Linked DNA regions of Bicyclus anynana: region 2 is linked to region 1. A link is a contact called in public Hi-C data. All regions are on one chromosome and are shown on one strand. The core of a region is the stretch at or near the end of the contact, and the rest is flanking DNA. Distances in the headings are between cores, read along the strand shown. Region 1 holds the start of LOC112055052 (myophilin-like). Region 2 overlaps LOC112055051 (myosin heavy chain 95F).

Evidence for each region. Hi-C and Micro-C count contacts between places; a contact is called where the count stands out from the background.
Region 2: a contact with region 1 is called in a Hi-C map of whole body, with 2.1 times the contacts expected there. The contact joins the enhancer-like site here to the promoter of LOC112055052 in region 1. A contact is called at or near these places in 2 of 2 Hi-C or Micro-C datasets (whole body and whole larva).

Annotation. Positions count from the first base shown.
Region 1 is chr12:14,748,483-14,753,369 of ilBicAnyn1.1, reverse strand. LOC112055052 (myophilin-like) reads right to left here and starts at 1,456. Exons shown (of 1, transcript XM_024095039.2): 1 at 1-1,456. The coding sequence starts at 236. It overlaps LOC112055051 (myosin heavy chain 95F), which reads right to left and starts at 3,823. Exons shown (of 26, transcript XM_052884777.1): 1 at 3,578-3,823.
Region 2 is chr12:14,782,613-14,787,207 of ilBicAnyn1.1, reverse strand. It overlaps LOC112055051 (myosin heavy chain 95F), which reads right to left. Exons shown (of 26, transcript XM_052884777.1): 5 at 4,101-4,265; 6 at 3,272-3,534; 7 at 2,759-2,908; 8 at 1,876-2,132; 9 at 1,045-1,202; 10 at 432-596. Among protein-coding and RNA genes, the nearest start is that of LOC112055045, 24 kb to the left of the region's middle. Within about 2 kb of position 1,952, at least 4 of the 8 cell types and tissues checked have open chromatin away from gene starts, as enhancers often do.

The sequences.
Region 1 (4,887 bases), core at 207-2,706:
TGGTTGATCTTCTTCACTGAGCCCTCTTGAAACTTGTTGACCAAGTTGCAGAGGAGTGTGCCGTCCTTGAGGACTTCGTAGAGGTTGTCGACGTCACCGGACGTGTTTTCCGGTGAGCCGGTGATCTTCTGTATCCATTCTAGAGTTTCTTGGGCGATGTCGTTGTTGTATTTGCTGTTGATCCTCGCTTGAGCCTCGGCGTTGATGCCGGCTTTACCTGCGCGATATTCAGCCATGTTTCGACAGTGTTAACAGTGTTGCAGACACGTAGTCACTGAGCGCCTTCCGATAACGAGCCTCTCAATATCAGTACATGACACATCGATGCGATTGATAGCTACTATCAACATGAATGTGACCGCTTAAACGTTTATCGCGTTCATTATCGAAAAATTGATTATTTTTTTTATTATATTGATTGTTATGCGACAGGTTACAAAGGAATTCGATGAGGAAGCGAAAATTTGGTGATATTTTTTTACCTTCATTTTGATGCAAAACTCTCGAGAGCATTTAAAGCTACCTGGGATGCTGTAAAAATATGAGAAACGAAAAGCATTCCTCATTCAGTCGCAAGAAATCCATAATTGTCATAAGCAGCATATTGTGATTGGGAATTTCAATAAGACATCAGGCAGTGAATATTTAGTTTAACACACCAAATACACATTAAATTTGCACCTTGAGTACCTTTATCAGTGAATTGGCATCTTGAAAAACACGCATCAGCCTAGTTCTTGCACCCGATTAAGTAAATTAATCAAGATTCTTAAGGTTACAAAAGAGACAAATATCTTAGCATTCCATGGATTCACTCTGCCGGTGTGGGGTCCATCGCGTGGCAGAGAGAAAATCTCCAAGCAGAGTCCTGGACTTTATAGGGTTAAGGAATTCCTTGACAATCAATAAACACTGCTCTCCTCCACTCGTGTTGTTCTCCCTAGCCAAATCTGGTAAGATACTATTAGAGCAGCTTTGGAGACCCGTTCTAATATAGAACTTACTACAGTTCAGTGAGGCCAAGGTCTATAAGTAAGTTATAGAGATTTAATTATATTGAACTGATAATATCGCAAAGTAACTAATACAATGTTATCAAGTAAAATGCAGTCAAGTTACAAAAATGTAACAAAGTGGTATAAATAAATAAAGAGATATCACTAAAAGATAATCGAATCTTGCAATCAATTACAATAATAAGGAGCAATTATAATTTATTACTAGTGGAGATTATATTGTTTCAAGTGCTCCCATCAATAGCAACATAGAATGTTCTAGAACACTTATGGCTGGCCAATCTTATCATAAAGTCTTATTAGATTAACTCCGTAATAGCAATTATTGAGAGCCGTGATAGCCCAGTGGATATGACATCTGCCTCTGATTCCATAGGGTGTAGGTACGAATCTAGTCCAGGGCATGCACCTCCAAAATTTTCAGTTATGTGCATTTTAGTAAATTAAACATCATTTGTCTTTCATCATTTGTCTCTTGTCTTGTCTTGAGAGGAGCTCAAGACAAGACAAGAGAATTGGCAATCTTCTAGGAAAACACTTTCCATCTTGGGCCACATCTACACTTACCATTAGGTGAGAGGACCAAGCAGAAGCTCATTTCATATTAAAAAGTCAAGATGAAATTTAAAGTTTTAAAACACTAGCTGCTAAAAATTTGTTTACTTTTTAATTAATGTTATTTTCTTTTAACATGAAAATAATGTTTCATGTTAAAAGTCAAATAAAGAAGAAAATAAGGCTTAATATTTGAAGATGAATAATTTTATGAAAAATAGGTTAATTCTGTGAAACAACTGAGATTGCCTAATTTAACCTTGCCAAGTGGCAGTGTTGCGATATTTTATTGTGTTTTATCACCAAACGAAACAATGGAAGAGTGAAGGATTGTTTTAAACAAAGCATTGCTATTAACCCTAACTGATAAAATTGGCACAGATACAATCTTGACTATAAAACAAGTATTTTTTACTTTTGAATGTATAGTTTCATGCCAATGCTGATGATGACCTAACATTGGGGACATTGGGGTCCCTAGGTGCTGGAACCCTGCACCAGAAAGTTTAGTTGGCAGACCACCCAATAGGTGGACCGAAGACATCAAGCAGTTTTGCAGGGAGTTGCTAGATACTGGCAACTCAAGAGCATATACACCAATCCATTTATGAGTTACACACCATATAATTAAACATCACAAATTAATAATTGATTGAACTTCAAGTTTGATATTAAGGAACATTTATTAATAAGGTCCTTAGTGTACTGGAGGTCCTTAGTGTAGGGGAGGCCTATGCTGTAAAGCACGACAATCTCAACACGCCGGTGTCAATCAAATAAATTTGTAAATAATTTTAAGATATTTGTGATTGTTTAATAAAGGCTATTATTATTATTATTATTAGTGTACTGGAGGGTTATTCTGTAATAATGTTTTGTACAACTCGCAAGGGTGAGTTTTGATTTCACCTCTATATATTTCTGTCTAATACAATACTATAGAATGAGAAAGATGGAGAAATTTGAAATTTGCACTTGCTGGTTATACAAAAAGTTGTTACAGAATAGCCTGCCGTTCCAAATGACTTATCAGATGCAGTAGTATTCAATGGACAAATCTTGGGTTCCATTCTTGCAAATATTTTTTTTTATTTAAAATATTATCTTTGGTATCCATGGCTGATTTCTTTGTAAATTTTGTATTTCAAAAAGACTTTTGAAACTAAATTCTTTAAATTGAGGCTAATAGCTCAAGGCCAAATACTAATCTAAAAGGTTTAAGGTTCAATCCCTACCTGTGGACTCCTATACAATAAGCTTTTCACTTAGTTGCAGTGAGGGGAAAACTGTTCATTATGTTGAAAAATATATATACTATTAGTTATAGGTTTTGGGTTTTATGTTATTAATAGTGGCACATGTATTAACATCAAATAAGTGTTTTAAAACAGTAATTTAACCTGATGACAGCTTTCAAATCAGTATAACCCCTGAGTATGGGAGTCAATCTTCAGCACCTAAATTGTTTTATCAACAGATGATTAGCTTGTGCTATAATGTTTTAAAAAAGAGTAGAAATAACACAAAGAGGTGCTGCCTAAACCAACAATACCAGAGCCAAGGCAGTATATTATTTCAATAAATATTATAACATCCCATATATTCGCGAAACCATGAACGTAGTTTCATAAAGTTTTTACTTGTTTTAGTAAAGTCGGGTGAAGCCTAACCAATGAGAAGTCCTAATAAAAAAAATAACCTTCTTTCTCCACTTACACAATGCTAACTTCTGTTCGTATATGACGAAATGATAATGTTACAAAAACTTCTAACATCACAAAACCTTTTCCTTCCCGTCATTTGTTACGTTTATAGAACTCATTTCAACACACATTATTCGGATATTTCACAGAAAATAAGCTAATTAATGTCTTTCCATAAAAGGCTAATTAGATTTCGGCAGACAATAGATAAAATGATAAGCAATGATATAGTATCGAAGTAATAACTATTTAGTTACCAAACCAGTGGTAAAGTTTTTAAAACTTGTAGCAAATTGAACTCACCTCGAACTATTTCTGCGAGATATAATCACTTTATACAAACAAAGGCGCACTAATAATAAATATCCATTTTATTATTTCACAACACCTCACTTTCACGAGTTTAAAGTTTACCTACGTTGCCGACGTAGTGTAAATTCAATTCAACACCGAACGGCAAAATGTTGACAGACAATCGAATTACGAATTGCAGTTGTTCCATCAAACGTTCAGAAACCTCCCACGCGCCACTCACATTCATAATGCCGGACCTTCCTCTTCCCCTCCGTGTACACCATGTGACATTTCCAACCGCTCTCTGATTGGCTATTAATAATGCTAGTGATTACCAGTCAAAATATTAATCTTTTTATCGATATTAGTCAATCAATAAACTACAAAATTTGATAAATGATTTACCGTGATTTAGACTTTTTAAAATTAAAAAACTGTATGTGAAAATGTTTAAGCATACTTATTTTTTTTATTAAATATGTTTTTCAGCCATCACTATTGACAGAACAACAACTACTTTCTCATACCTCCCAATAATTACTTTATTTTTATATTAAGATAATTTAATTAAATTTTGGAGTTGGAGAAACCATTAAACCAGTTTTCTACAAAAAAAAAAGTATCCATTCTGTCGATTTATTTAGAAATTACGATAACATGGACAGAAGCACAGTAAAATTATAATTTGCTCTAGGCACTAGGTATTACAATTATTATCATTTTTTAAATCTATATTAAGTACATAATTTAGCTGGACATCCTAATTTAAGATAATAACATCCAATGTAAAAGAAATTCTAGGTTCTCCTACAAAAAAATTTTTATTGATTTTGGTTACTTTATTTCTTACTTTTATAGCTAAGATAAATACTAGAATTTTCATAGGCATATAAATTTTGATTCTGAAGAAAAATACATATAGTCATTAAATAATATTATTAATTTATCGATACAATTATAGCTCATGAATAATAAATAGACTCAACACTACAGTTTAGTTTGACGTTGACAGAATGACACGTGACGTTTATGCTGTGCTAGTTTCGTTCGAAAATCATCTTTTAGAATTTAATTTCCAAAGGAGGGTTATTGAAATTATTGTTATCAATATTGATCATAATGATTTCATTTTCAATAAAGTAATGATGTTTGCTCTTTGTATACATAAAGTACCGAATTATTAAGTTGTGTAACTGCAAAAGTCAAGAGCAAAATCTTGCAGCACAGGGAAACTGATTGCTCATAATTTTATTACAGGCGCCACTGGAAGTTGAAACCAAAATTATTGCTCAACCATTTGTGAATCTGAAGTGGCAATT
Region 2 (4,595 bases), core at 703-3,202, 33 kb before region 1:
AACATAGCTGTTATATTTTTATAATCAATAAAATTGCATTATTTTTTGCGATTCTTACATTGGGATGTAAGTAAGGGACAAATGGTTATCTCTCTGAGCAGAGAAGACCTTTAACCAATTTGGATTTCTATTTAATCTGGCTATTTGAGCTCATACCACCGTCACCATTTTACCACCGTACCGAAAGACACTAGGTAGGTTTCCATCCCTATGTCATTGACATCCCTAGAATTCGTACGAAGCGATTTGCTTCTTGTACGCATGAATAGGGTATGGAACTCTCTTCTAAAGTCAGTGTTTCATAATTCTTACAACTTGGCCATGTTTAAGAAGAAAGTGAATAGGCATCTTCTAGGCAAGAACGTGAGATGTGAGACCACCAGGTCTACCATCAGGTGAAAAGGAGGTCAATGTGATGGTGTTGTACTCACCGATACAATCCTGGTTGTCGACGAATCTGATCTCGGGCACGTTGAGCCCTTCCCGGCGGTACAGCTCCTGCTCGTTCTTGAGGATGCGCTCGTTGAAGAACTGCTGCAGCTTCTCGTTGCAGTAGTTGATGCAGAACTGCTCGAAGCTGTTCATTTGGAAGTACTCTGCAATTACACATCATGTTCTAATCATAGTTCGAAGAGCTGATGAATGTTGGGGTCCCAAGGTGCTGGAGTGGCGACCCCGCACCAGAAAGTGCAGTGTTGGTCGAGCCCCCCCTAGTTGGATAGAGAACATCAAGCGGGTTGCAGGGAACCACACAGTTTTGTTTAGAAGTCCATGAGAGAGGTTTATGTATGTTAGACCTATCCTGCTACTCTAATGCCAATTCCGTTTGTCTATTATTAGATAATGGCCGGAACTGCCCGATTTACGGGTTGAGAATTTTTAATGATTTATGGTTTTCTTTTGTGACAATGTGACTAATGAAGTAAATGTTTTCCCTTGGCCAGAGCTTCGCGCACGCTCGACGAGTTCCCTTTGACGTTATATCCCGCATATACGGCGCGGGTGAGTTGACTCAAGTGACGCCTATATGCAATGTTTGTTTACCGAAGCCGGCGATGTCGAGCACGCCGATGTAGTAGGCGGAGGCGCTGGAGGGGATGCTGTCGTTGATGCGCCGCACGATGTAGTCGAAGAGCCGGCTGTACACCGCCTTGGCCAACGCATCGCGCGCGCTAGAAGCCTCGTACGTCTTCAGTGGTACCCTGAACATAACAAAACAATCCTTACTAATATTATGGGCAGGATACGTGGATCGAAGAACAGATGGATGTGGGGTCTCAAGGTGCTGTAATGACGACCGCGCATCGGGAAACGCAGAGTTTATTCATTCATACAAATGTTTTGATTGTTAATTAATGTTGGTCGACTCTTCACTTACAACATTAAACGTGTCGTAAGGACCCGCTGGTCTGGCTGGATAGGCTGTCCAGAAACAATATATTTATAAGTCCCAAAGGTCTGCATTACTCATTAATATGCTGAATCTGAGCCTGGTAAAGCCTCCGACCAATTATATATAATTATATAGAAGGACCAGTATCGCACCCAAAATTCACGAGCAAAATTTTCTGTCATTGTCTGAGGAAAATGAACTTAGATTTAGTAGACTTGAAGTTTCTACCCATTTTTACGCTATTCTTCACTACACAAAAAGGTATTTTAACGGAGCTCTTTAACCGACAAACACGATTACAACTATGACACATTGTTACTATAAAGACAGTTTTTATACTCGTAATCGCATTAGATCGTTGATCATAAACTTTGTCAGAAAATTAATGTCTAAAAACTCTAGTAACGAGGCAGGTCCTATACAATAATTGGTCTGAGTTTTTTGGCTCTAAACTCCAGAGTCGGGACTCAATAGCAACTCACATGATGGCGGTCCCCTTCATGCCGCCGCGGGAGCTCTGCATGAGCCTGGACACCAGCGCCATCCGCAGCTCCCCGGGGTCGACGCCCAGCAATGAGGCCGCGGTCGCCAGCGAGGCCTCCGAGTCGGGACTCACTCGGCACCCTCCTCGAGCCCCGCCCTCCTCTTCAAACTCCACGTTGCCCAAATGGAGGACTGCCGCAACTACTGAATAGACAGACTTCTTCTCCGCTTCTGACAGACCGACACGAGATAATGCCTGGAAGAGATGAGTTGAGTTGGTTGAGTTTGTTGTGGGCTCTTCTCGGACCAAGGCGCTTTGTTACCCTCGTAACTTTAATTTTAAGTTATCGACTTTAATTACCACCATAAAATGAAGACATAACTTGATGTTTCATAGGTGCTTGTAAAATAAGTCTAATTGAAATAAATTGCTCGTAATTCTAAATTTTGAATTTTAATAAGAAGAAATCAATTATTATTTTCTTCACTTCTCTCGATATATGTATGTACTGTTTGTCTATATTCTTTGCTGAAATACGGAAACAGCTTGAGCTATTTTAATATTCGTTAAGTTTATTTTGATCTAATACAGGGGTGGTTTAGTAACTAAAGGAACATCTGATGATACAAAGATCATCCAGTCAGCTAGTATTACTATTTTCTTTCATTTATTTATTTATCCTTTTTTAATTTTTATTATTATTATTATTATTCATTCTGTATTTCTGTAATAAAGTAGTCTGTTGTTAATATAGTTAATTCTATTCTTTGTCTGGATAGAATGTTTCATTTTAATTATATGTTTAAATCCATTAGATACTAATAGTAAGGACTACAAATTTGGCTCAAAATGTTCATGAAATGAAGCTAGTATAAACATACCTGATGCAACCTCTGGAAGTCCTCAACGTCGTCCAGTATGGGGTCTCTCAAACCTCCTTTGGCCTGTTGCTGCTTGCCTTTTTGATTGGCATTTATTTTCTTCTCTGATTGTGCCGATGTGAAATATTGTGTGCAACCGTTTTTGAGATACTGTAACAATTTAACAAAACGGTTAGATAAATAACATAAATATTGATTATGAATTTATATTTTGTATTATGTATTTTATTAATGTGTGTCAATTTCAGGTGAGTCTTTTCTTTTTTTTTTTTTTTTCACAATTTTGTTGTTACCTAAAATTGTAGGTTTAAAAAGTACATTTGATATTTTCAAGATTTGATCTGAGCTAAAGGTTTATTTTTAAAAATGTTTTTAATTTCTATTTTTTTTCCCTGCCTAATGCTTAAAACATAGTATTAAAAATTGTGCAGGGAAGGACATTAGGTCCACTTGTATTCGTGTTATACAAAAATTACTATACTAGACTAAACAATGAAGACCTTGATAGCTTACCAAATAATCATCAGGCTTGGTTATCTTCAATGCCGAACGAAGTTCCTGTGGGGCTCCTGCGCATAGCAGATAGAAGACATGATAGTTCCTCTCTTCAGCACTCTGCGTGCAAATTCTGGACTTTTCTAGCAGGTAGTGCGATATATGCCCTCCGACGACCTGATATTTGTTAGAGAAGTGAACTTCCATAAATTTGCCAAATCGTGAACTGTTATTGTTGCGGGTTGTTTTTGCGTTGCCGAACGCCTCTAGGATTGGATTCGCTGAAAAAATGAAACATTTCCTTGATAAGTTAAAACTGATTGAATATGGTTGGTTTATTTTTATTTTTCATTCTACAACTTTAAATTGTTAAGCAGTCTTTTTTCTTTTTGTAATGATGACTTTGTATTTTTAATGTATACTACATTAAAAATAAAACCAATAAAAACATACTTTACTTCTTGTAATGTAGCAAAATATTCACTTTCCTTACATTTTTATATTGCTTTTAAGAAATTAGTTCGCCTTTAGTTTAGGTGGGGTCGGCAGAAATTTACATTTTCATTCATTCGCTTTTATCATTCGTCAACTTATCTAACTACTTCTGTTACACACACCCTTACATTGTCAACAATCTCTACATTGACTTTTCCTCCTTTGGCGACTGTCCACTTGCAATTTCATAATTCTTCTGGTAATATGACTTTCGTCCATCAACATCATATGTCTACTAGCTAACCAAGCTAACCTTTTACTCGTCGACTTTTCTGTCACTGGCGCCACTTTCAGACATCTTTTTATACACTCATTTAATTTTAAATCTGTATGATCCATCCAAGTTACTTACCATCTAAAATCTTCTGTTCCACAGGCCCTGCGCCCTTTGCCCACAGATCGCAAAGATACTTTAGGATGTATTTGGTTGACTCTGTTTTTCCCGCTCCTGATTCTCCGGAGACGATGATAGATTGTGATTGTTTTAATGCTTTCATATCCCGGAATGATTTATCAGCTGAAAACATTTAACCATCATAAATAAAGTATAAAATAAAAACACATATATTTTAATGATGACTATAAATTGTTATTTTATTGTATATTTCAGCTGTTCAAACACCAAGTTTGGAGGTGGAAGGAAATTGTTGTAGCAATCAGAGCGTGCTAATATGGCGTTTTAAACAAAATATAGGTAAAAATTTAAACAAATTAATAAGGATAAACACAAATAAGTATGAATCGTATTAATTATATCCACAAACCAAAAATCAATCAATTCTGTTCATTCTGAGATTTTAAATATTCGTTGTCGTTTTTGCCAACACTAGGTTTAAGAATTCTTACT